Regions from separate parts of the Ovis aries genome. Here region 2 is linked to region 1. A link is a contact called in public Hi-C data. All regions are on one chromosome and are shown on one strand. Each heading gives the region's core, a stretch centred on a gene start, on an enhancer-like site or on the middle of the called end of the contact. The rest is flanking DNA. Distances are from core to core; before and after follow the strand shown. Region 1 holds the start of PDE8A (phosphodiesterase 8A). Region 2 overlaps PDE8A (phosphodiesterase 8A).

Evidence for each region. Hi-C and Micro-C count contacts between places; a contact is called where the count stands out from the background.
Region 2: a Hi-C map of hypothalamus shows a contact between it and region 1, with 2.9 times the contacts expected there. The contact joins the enhancer-like site here to the promoter of PDE8A in region 1. A contact is called at or near these places in 2 of 16 Hi-C or Micro-C datasets (hypothalamus and omental adipose tissue).

Annotation. Positions count from the first base shown.
Region 1 is chr18:21,971,922-21,976,786 of ARS-UI_Ramb_v3.0, reverse strand. It overlaps PDE8A (phosphodiesterase 8A), which reads right to left and starts at 2,985. Exons shown (of 21, transcript XM_060401660.1): 1 at 2,372-2,985. The coding sequence starts at 2,440.
Region 2 is chr18:22,020,271-22,025,135 of ARS-UI_Ramb_v3.0, reverse strand. All of the region lies in intron 1 of PDE8A (phosphodiesterase 8A), which reads right to left. Among named protein-coding and RNA genes, the nearest start is that of PDE8A, 49 kb to the right of the region's middle. Within about 2 kb of position 2,050, at least 13 of the 54 cell types and tissues checked have an H3K27ac peak or open chromatin away from gene starts, as enhancers often do. A contact at or near this core is called in hypothalamus, where this site is marked.

The DNA of each region.
Region 1 (4,865 bases), core at 1,736-4,235:
TGAACAGAGTGAACCTGAATTTTCAGAGCGCGTAGCAGAGGGGGAGAGTGTTGCATCTACGTTATGCAACACTGAAAAAGACTTTTCACTTTCATGTAGAAAAAGTATGATGACTGCTGGAAATTTAAGACAGAAAATGAATCCATTTCTAACCCTCTAACTGGAAGATCTAGCAATAAGCAAGAAAATCAAGACAATTCTACAAATGACACAGCAGCAGAGACTGATGAGCCTCAACAATCTATACAGCCGTGCATACAGGAATATTTCCCCCTAGATTAATACACAAACAAAAGCATGAATTCCAGCTCTAAAATTTCAAATCAGAGAACCAGAAAGCGTCTGCAGTCTGTCTTCATGAACTTTTTTTCCTTTTTAAAAAAAGGAAAAACACCTTTCCTTTAGAAAACCTTAACAAAGACGAAGCCCAGAAACTTTGGCAAAACATAGCCAAGGCAACAGGCGCTGGAGAAGACACGCAATTTTACAAAGTTACCAAATGTCCCAGTAAGACTGGTTGATAAATTAACTTCGTTCTGCTGAACGCTTCAAAAACTGCGGTTTTGATAGTATTTTCTAATTACACAGGCTTTAAGAACAACATGTATGCTAATAAACGGGGACCTCAAATACATGTGCAATGAAGCAAAGCTGATATTCCAGATTACATTTTAAATAGTCCAAAGAAAATGGAAAACTGCAACTGCAGGCTTGCGCAAAGCCCAAACCGGGAAAACACAACTGGGCGGCAGGGTCCAGTACCCCGGCTTCGCAGGCTGGCCGCCCTTCCCTTCCACCCGGAGAACCAGAAGAACAAAGTTCACACTGACTGAACGTTCAGGGTCGCGCCAGAATATCGAGGGGAGGAGGAGGCGTCCTCCGCACCCGCTGTCTGGGTAGGGAATGGATTCAAGCGCCTTGGTCAAGTTCACGGCGGTTCCTCGCCCCAGACGGCGCGACAGACATGCCCCGGGAACCGACGCCGCGGTTCAGGGAGCGTCCTCCTGAACAACTCGGCTAAGCGGGGCCCCCAGGACCGGGGTCAATCCTCCTCCCGGCGCCGCCCCGGCCAGGACGGTCCGCGGGCGTCCGTCAAAGCCGGGAGAGAGGGCACCGCGGCCGAGGACGGAGCCGCGCCCGGCCCTGCGGGAAGGCTGCCGCCCCGCGGGGCCCGGGTTTCACCGCGGACCGCAGCCCCGGAGCCGCCCGCCCGCCCGGCGCCCCTTTACCTTGCTGCCGCTGCCTCCGCGAGGCTCGGACTCTGCGAGGCTGGAGCCGGGGTCCCGGGTCGAGGCGGCCGTCTTCTGGCCGGGTGGGAGGCTCGGCCCGCCGGGCGGGAGCGGCGGCGCCGCGGGGCCCGGCACGTCCTCGGCCTCCTTGCCGCCGGGATACACCCCACGGCTCTCGGAAATGTGGATGCTCGGGGCGCAGCCCATGCTGGCGGCAGCGCCGCGGACACGCTGGCGGGCAGCCGCGATCCGGTCAGTAAACGGCCCGCCCGGCGCCTCGGGGCCGCCGCGTGCGCCGTGTCATCTCCGCCTGGGCGGGCGGCGGCGGCGGCGAGCGCGGGTCTCCCGTCAGGAAGTGCGGCCGCCCCTTTTATCGCGGTGCGGGCGCGGCGGCGGCGGCGGCGGAGGCGGCGGGGAGGGGGCGATGGGGCGGGCAGCGCACCGCGGCCGCCCCTCCGAACATGCCCTTCCAGAGGAGGGAGCCGCCGGCCGTCTCCCCTCACATCGCCGCGCTCGTCTCTGCCGCGCCGCGCTTCCGGGGAATTTCAGGGGAGGAGATTTGCGCTCTCCCGGCCCGAGAGCCGACAAGTCCCCGCCGCGCGAGCGACGCCGCCCTCGCCGTGAGGCGGCGCGACCCCCCGGGGGAGGTGCGCTCCCGGCTACGCCCGCTCCGGCCCCGGAGGCGCTGTGGCCGGCGCCTCCAGAGGCTCCGGGCTCTCACGTCTCTCCGCCAGCCGCCCCACGGATAAATGCCCTCCGAGGGCTGGTGGCGGAGAAAGCTAGAACGGTTGAGCGGTGCAGGCCGGAGGAATCCCGCCGGGACAGCAAGGCCGTGTCCACCCCGGGAGGGACGGAGGGACGCGGACCTGAGGCCGCGCCGTCGAGAAGCGCTGAAGCGGCGGCGCTCGCTCAGGAGCTGCGGGCGGCGCGGCTCCGGCTCCGGCTCCGGCTCGGTATTCCGGGCCGGGTCTTGCCGGCAGCACGCCGCGCCCAGCCCCCAGCGGTGACCTCCAGCGGGTGCTGGCGTCAATGCAAAGCAGCTGGGGTGCCCGCCGCCGCCTCCCGGCTCCGCCCGCCACGGAGCATGCGCGGCCACGACGGGAGGGGCGCGCGGCCAGGCTGCGGGAGGGAGAAAGACTTACCCATGGCCGCACGTGGTCACCCCCGAGCCAGTGGTCTCTGATCTCCGGCCTGTGGCCACTAAAACCCATACCTCAGGGTTCGAATCCCGGCTCCGGAACTTAGCAGCTGTGTGACTTCGATCAGGGCCCTGTCTCTGAGCCATTCAAGAGCCAGGAGGGGGAGGGTGGGGGGTGACGGGTGTTACTGACTCGGGCTCAATCCGTGTCCTCGCGTGCCAAGATCTGGAGCCCTAGGCCCGCCTACACCGGCGACTGGGAGGCTGGGATGACAAGAAGCCACATTTCGTGGCAGGCTGGGGATGCCGTCCTACTCGTCCTTAACCAGAGGAGGCCTGTGATGACGCCAGACGCGTTGGCAGAAGGGCACCCCACACACATCGCCACCCGCTCACTGTGTGACCTTGGGCGAATCACTTAGCCTTTCTGTGCTAGGTCTCCTCCCACGATCAACTGGAGAGTGGCACCCCTGGGTGTGCATCACGTACCCTGGAGCTGCCCACCTCGGACCCACCCTCACTCCCGCCCCTCTCTCCCTGCGGCTCGCGGTCAGCCGAGACCCGGCACGGCTAGTCCCTTTCCTCTGCCGCCGTCCACACCTTTCCTAGCGCGGCCCTGGAACGACCCTGAGGTGCCGCCCACTCCCGCCTTGGCCCCGGCTACTGTGAAGACCTGGAGGGGTATTCCGGGCTGGAGTCCCTGCTGCGGCGCTGGCACTGCCGCAGAGGCTCCAGCGCTGGGTTCCCTGCGGCGGCTCAGGCTTCAGGGTGCTAGGGAATCTAAGATCCACAGCCCCCGCGCCCTCTCCAGCAGGGATCTTTAGGGCCCGAGGTGGGCACCGGGCAGTTCCCCAAGGGCAGCAGAGCAGAAAGGCCCGGTAACCGGGGAGCAGCTTCCCTCTACCGGCCCTCTTTACTAACCTAGCTGGCCCAAGCCACTGGCACATGACTTATATTATCAAGTTCAAGCACATTTAGCAATAATCATAATACCCTCCCTGCCTTATAAAAATACCAACGGCTCAATGACGATGTCTTAAAAGACACAAGGGAAGATTTTTACTATCACCAGTAATTCTACCAGCACTGCAGTGTTTTCTGCCTCAGTGCTCCTGGATTTAGAAGGTAATTTTTCCAGGCAGAACCATGACTCTTCTAAATAAAGAGTAATTGGTGAAGAAAATGCTTTCAACCATCAGAGAGTTTGCAAGTCTGTCTCAGACCCTCTGTCCTCCCTGCTCTGCCTCACTGAGAAGTCTGGCCTTGATGACTACCAGCACTGACCTTGCCTCCTTCCAGCACTCCAGGGTGCCTCCTGGGCCCACCTTCTAATACAGGACATTGTTGTCCTGGCCTCTCTCTGGACATCCTTGAGCCCTGCTCTAATTAGGGGTGAGGACACTTACCCCCAGCTGACCCTGATCCCCTTATCCACTAGCTAGCCTCCTGCGCTGCCCTGTGCTATCGTGAGCTGGTCACTTACCCTCTGTTCTCAGAGAACTGTTGCATAGTCACATTAACTGATTTCCAGGTCTGCAATTTAGGAATGCTAAACTTAGAGACCTAAAACCAAGAATGAAGTAGGAGCAGGCAGGAATGGTGGGAGACATTTGCCTACTTCTGGGGTCACAAGGAGCAACCCCCCACTCACTTCCATTCATACTCTGGAACTCAGCCTGGAACACTCCAGGAAGTCACAGCTTCCCCCCTCACCTTAGCTAGCATCAATTCCACCACTGCCCTCCTTCCCTGGCCATCATCTGAACCTCAAAGTCCCTGAACACTTCTCTACCCAGTTTCCCCAGACCTCAGTGACAAGGGACACAAAAGGAGTCGCAGTGACAAAACCAACCCGAACCTCACTGGTATGTGCCACTCACTGGCTCACCCAGGACTCCGGAGCCCCTGTGAAGAATCCCTCCACATAGGTGTGTGTGAAGAGAGCTCACACACAACCCTACTCCTGCTGCAGGAGAGGCACCCCCAGCCATGTGGGTATCTGGAAGTTGGTGGCATGCAGAACATACTCCCCCGCCACCCCAATCCATTCTCCCCGCCCCCAACTGCAGGGACCCTCAAACAGGACTGCTTGACCCCCTACCAGGCTCAAACTTGTCAATGAATGTCAACTTCAGTTCTTATTCTGCATGAGGTAAATGGGACCAGGAAAGGACTCAGCCGAGAGACAGAGGCCAGCCTGGCACCCTCACTCCCACCCACCCCCACACACACAGCCCATTTCCAGGAGACTCCTCAGTCGTCTGGCCCCTCCCCAGTTCATGAGAGACGTGAAGATGCAGTGCTCCACACAGCTTTATTCTATGTAAAACCCAAACCAACTTGGTTTACGCGCCTCTTACACGTAAGCTGATCCTTTTTCTTTAACAACTGGAGCTCCCTCGCGGCCTTCTTTCCTCCCCTACCTGGGAGTCAGCATTCAAAGGCTGCTACTGGCGCCCACCTTTCTGCTCCTTTCCTTGCCTCCCCACTGAACTGGG
Region 2 (4,865 bases), core at 801-3,300, 49 kb before region 1:
AAATTTTTGTCTGTTTTTTTCCTCCTTCAGCAAATTTCTGTACTTCTCATTCATAACTATCAGATTTATAAACTATTTTCACTTCACTTATTTACTTCACTATTTTCTATACATTGTCTTATGTCACTGTTAACTCTGCCTTCATTTCTTAGATGGCTTTCATTTTTTCCTTCACATTCCTGAATTTAGATTTCTTTGCCTGCCGACTTGCCACCTCTTCCCAAAGTTCCTGTATTTCTGATTTGTGCTCCAACTCTTTACAGCAGTGAGCTGACTTTTTTCTTTAACTTGTGAAATATTTGGTCAAATTTTCACTTGTTCTGTGCCAGTGTTTCTCTAGTGAGTGCTGTTCAACATCAGCTCTTTATTTCATGTTTCTTCATCATTTAAAAAAAATTATTATGTTTGACAAGATCCTGATCTGGTCCATTTTTTTTTAAAATCTATCTTAGTTTAGTTATTTGAAGAAGGTTCACTTGGGAGAGGAGCCAGAGCCACGTCCAGGCGGATGGGAGTACTCTTTCTTTTTGGGGGGAGATATTCTTGAGCTTCTCGTCCTCCACCCGGGTGGCTGTGGGCGCTGTTCACAGCAGAGTCCTGTCCCTCCTGCCCCCACAGCTCAGCCTGCTCCCCACAAACACTACTTGTATAAGTCCTCATTCAGGGCACCCTCCTCTGTGTCTTGGAATCAAACTGGATCTGGTAAAGCTCCTGCCACCAGGCTGTGCAGTCGCTTCCACTCTTTCAAACCAGACATTTTGGTTCTGAACCCCAGGGTGTATCCCTCATCTTGGAAAGTGCTATTTGCTAGCTGAGTTTTCTTTTCCGGAGGTCTGCAGCTACGAGTGTTTTCTACTTCCTCTCTATCCCTGGTCCAATCTTTCAAGAACTTTTTCCACTTGTTTTCTGGTTTCGGGTTGCAGACATCTTCTAATTTCTCCAAAGACAGAGTTTTCATTTCCAGGGTTTTTTTCAACCCCCTCCCTAGTTGCTTGGGATAATTTTCAAGGGGAATATGAAGAAAGGCTAACTTTATCACATTCAAATCTTAAGTTTTCCTTTTTTTCCTCCAAAAAGAAAGCGCTTTTATAGTTTGAGTCTAAAGTAATACATGGTTACTCCAAAATCCACAGAGTACAAAACGGATGCAAAGGAAGAAACAGCTGTGACCTGAAATCTATCTCAGTAACCTAAAGGAGTACTCCATGTTAGCAAGTGAGCACATACCCTGATGCACACATAAATGAACTCTTCCCACACTTTCCCTTAAAACTGAGAATTTTCTTGCAAATATGGATCTGTTACAATTTTTAATAGCTACATGATATTCACAAGAACTTCCTTTTAACTGAGAGTATCATGAGACACTGAAATGTTTAAACTTTAAAATGAAACAACCCAATAAAACCAGAAGTCGTGCCTCTTTAAAGACCAAATTTTCCACATTTTAGTTTCCGTATAAATCTGAGAAAATGAGGGACTTATTCCACTGGCTTTTAGAAATAAAACAAGGAGGCCTAGGTCTTTAAAAGCTAGGTTACTAAGGGTTCTTAAGTTACTGTCTCCAAGACCTTTGTTCCCTGTATATAGTAAATATACTGTATTTTCCTGGTTTTTCATTTACAAGAGGGAGAAAATCCAAGCAACAAGATTATCCAAGTTTTATACTAAGGACAGTCTCTACAGGTTATTAATCAAGAAGCAAGTCTAGGGAATTTCAGGCTGCTCCTTTCACAACCCAAGGTGAGCCTGCACCATGGTGTCAAACCAGGGAATGCATGCAAATTGCCTGCAGTCTGAGTTTTCATTAAATTGCCTTTTCTAATCCATTTCCTTAATTACTGACAATAGAGACTTAGAACTATATAAACACAGACCCTTAAAGCTGGCTGGAGCTGTTCAGTAAAGAGAAAACATTCTGTTCTTTCGCTTAGCAGACCACAGAGACATTTTTTCTTTCTACGAAACATCCCTGACACAAATAAGCAAGCCTCTGAATGGCAGAGCACTGGCCGGCACCAAGGAGCAGCAGCTGTGAGAGAGTATTACTCACAAAAGCACTCCAGCAAGCGCTTGAGCGCAGCCTGGAGGTTAGGATACGCCCCTTACAAAACTGGGTAATGCCCGATTCAGCAGTAAAGCAGTCAGGCCCAAGAAGACCTGGAGCTCAAGAAGCACAGTGATCTGCCTCCAGTGGCTTACTATAATCAAGCTACCACCACCACCACCAGTTGTGACCTCTGGGTGTTTACTATGTACCAAGGACTTTCTAATTCAATACTCTCATCAACCCTATGAAATAGGAACTGTTATCATTACTCCTGACTACAGACTGGAAACAGACTCAACAAGGTTAATCTGTAAGTGGGGGAACGGAACCGGACACCAGAGCTGAGTAACACCCCAAGACCCACACCTGCACTGCACCACACTGCCTCACGAGCTGAACAGTTAAGGAACTCAGAAAAGGGGTAAAGTGCCTTTGATCAAGAAAGGCACAAGAGGCAAGAATCAGGCTGGGTCTGGAGAGGCAGGCTGGACTTGGGCGAGCAGAGAGGCAGAGAAAGGGCAAAGTTCTTGTAAGCAAAAGCATACAGAAAAGGAAGGCAGAGGCAGTCTTTGACAGCCATGTGGGTGATGCTAATTACACAATCTCCTCCCCCTCGCCCGCCCCCTCTCGTGTCCCATCTATCTGGCCAACTCCCGTTCAAGAAACTGGAGGACGAGATGCGTGAGAGACAAAGATAGGAGTCCGGCCCCAGTTCTGCCTCTCATCATTATGTGGCCTTGGGTTAGTCACTTACATCTCTGGGCCTCGGTCTGGTCAGCCAAGTAAGGAATGTAATGGGCAATCACGTTCAGGTAACATAATAGTATCTCATGTATTTAAAAATCTTTTAGGATATATAGATTTCCTTTTGTAAAAAGGATATGAAATTAGGTATTTAATCAGCAGGTTTGGATGTGAAATTGTCATTCCTTCATTCCAACAAATATTTATAGGGCCACTTTTTATGGGCTAAACCTTACTGAGTACTGAGGTTATAGAAATAAAAATATGGATCTTATCTTCCAGAAGCTAAATATAGAATGAATATAGAAGAGCAGAAAAACATTAAAAAATAATTACAACACTTTGTGAATGTTTAACAACAAAAACTTGTACAGAGCATGGCTGAGAAGTGACTGATTAACCTGCCGGCAGGGGGGCGGAGGGGGACGCAAAATTCTTAAATGTGTTCAAGAGAGTGATGCCTACTCAGGTAAATCCTCAAGGAACTGCAGGGCTGTGCCAGGTAAGGAGAAGTAAAGGAGCAGTCTAGAAAGAGAAAATGTTATGTGCCAAGGCAGGCTGGAGCCAGCATGTTCAGAAACAGCCAGAGGCTCAGTGTGGTTAAGATGGAAGACTCCCTGGTAGGTGAGGCCACAGAGGGGGTCGGGTCAGAGGGCAGACGGCCGGGTTCACCAGCAGGCCTCAGCAGTCAGCAGTGCCCCGGTCAGGTGAGTACTCAAGGGCCCAGGCACAAATTCCAGGTAAAAATAATAAAATGGCTCCCAACCCCCAGCAGCAGGTTTGAGCTGCTCCCACATCCCCGACTCTGATCACAGCCAGAACCAGAAATGAGCGACGAAGTCCCACAGGAGGAGAAGACCAGTGAGGCTGGGGGACTGGTGGGGGCAGCAGCTGGGACATCAAGGCAAACTGGGTCGAGTTCAGTGGAGGCTGAAGTTCAGGGAACTCAAGATACTTCACAGGCAGGAAGACAACTCAGGAAAAGCCGTGACAGTCACTGTCAGACTTCTCAAGGACTTCATACACGGAGAGAAAAGCTGAAATGGCTGTGGGACTTCACCTAGTAGGCCCGGCCCATGGAAGTTGACAGAGAGGTTCGGGCTGAATGAAAGAGAGGAAGACGCCTGAGACGGCCTCTGTAAGATGCCTTCCTCACAGCACCTCCCCATCTACGCCCCGCTGGCACTTCATGCTGTGGCCCTCTGCGGAGCACAGGCACCCAGAGCCCTGGGCCGACGGGACCCAAGGGGCAGCTGCTGATGGGGAAGGCCTGACTGTAGCCCGCCAGGCTCCTCTGCCCATGGGATTCTCCAGGCAAGGATACTGGAGTGGGCTGCCATGACCTCCTCCAGGGGATCTTCCCGACCCAGGGACTGAACCCAAGTCTCTTGCATCTCCTGCCTTGGCAGGTGGGTTCTTACCACTAGCGCCACTTGGGAAGCCCCAGTGGGACACAGTCTGGTGGGAAACCACTTTCTCCCTGTTGAAAAGGGTGAATGAAGCTTTTCTGGACTTCCCACTGGTGACTCAGTGGGAAAGAATCAGCCTGCCACTGCAGGAGACACAGGTTCCATCCCTGGGTTGGGAAGATCCTACCTGCTGTGCAGCAGCTAAGCCCATGCACAACTACTAAGCCTGAGCTTTTGAGACCGGCATGGCGGGGGGCAATTACTGAAGCCCAATTGCTTCTAGAGAAGCCACAGCAATGAGAAGCCCACGCAGCAATGAAGACCCAGCACGGCCAAACAAACGGAAGGAAAAGAGTGCATCTTCCTGCCTGAGGCCATATCGTGTGCGTGCATGATGCTGAGGACAGAGCTGCTGCCCTGCGGTTGAAGGCAGACAGGAGAATTAACCATCCCAGGACCCCTCCTCCAGGCTTACGTGAGAAAAGTGTAGCTTTGTAGTTGTGAATGCTGTTAGCTGCAGCACAGACAGTCCAAGATTCAGAGAACAGACCAGAAGGGGCAGCTTCACAGAAAGGTCTTGGCTGAGGCCTGGAAGGAAAACTGTAAAGCAGAGTCTGGCATAGAAAATGTGTCTTTCCCATTCACTTCCCTTCACTATTGGA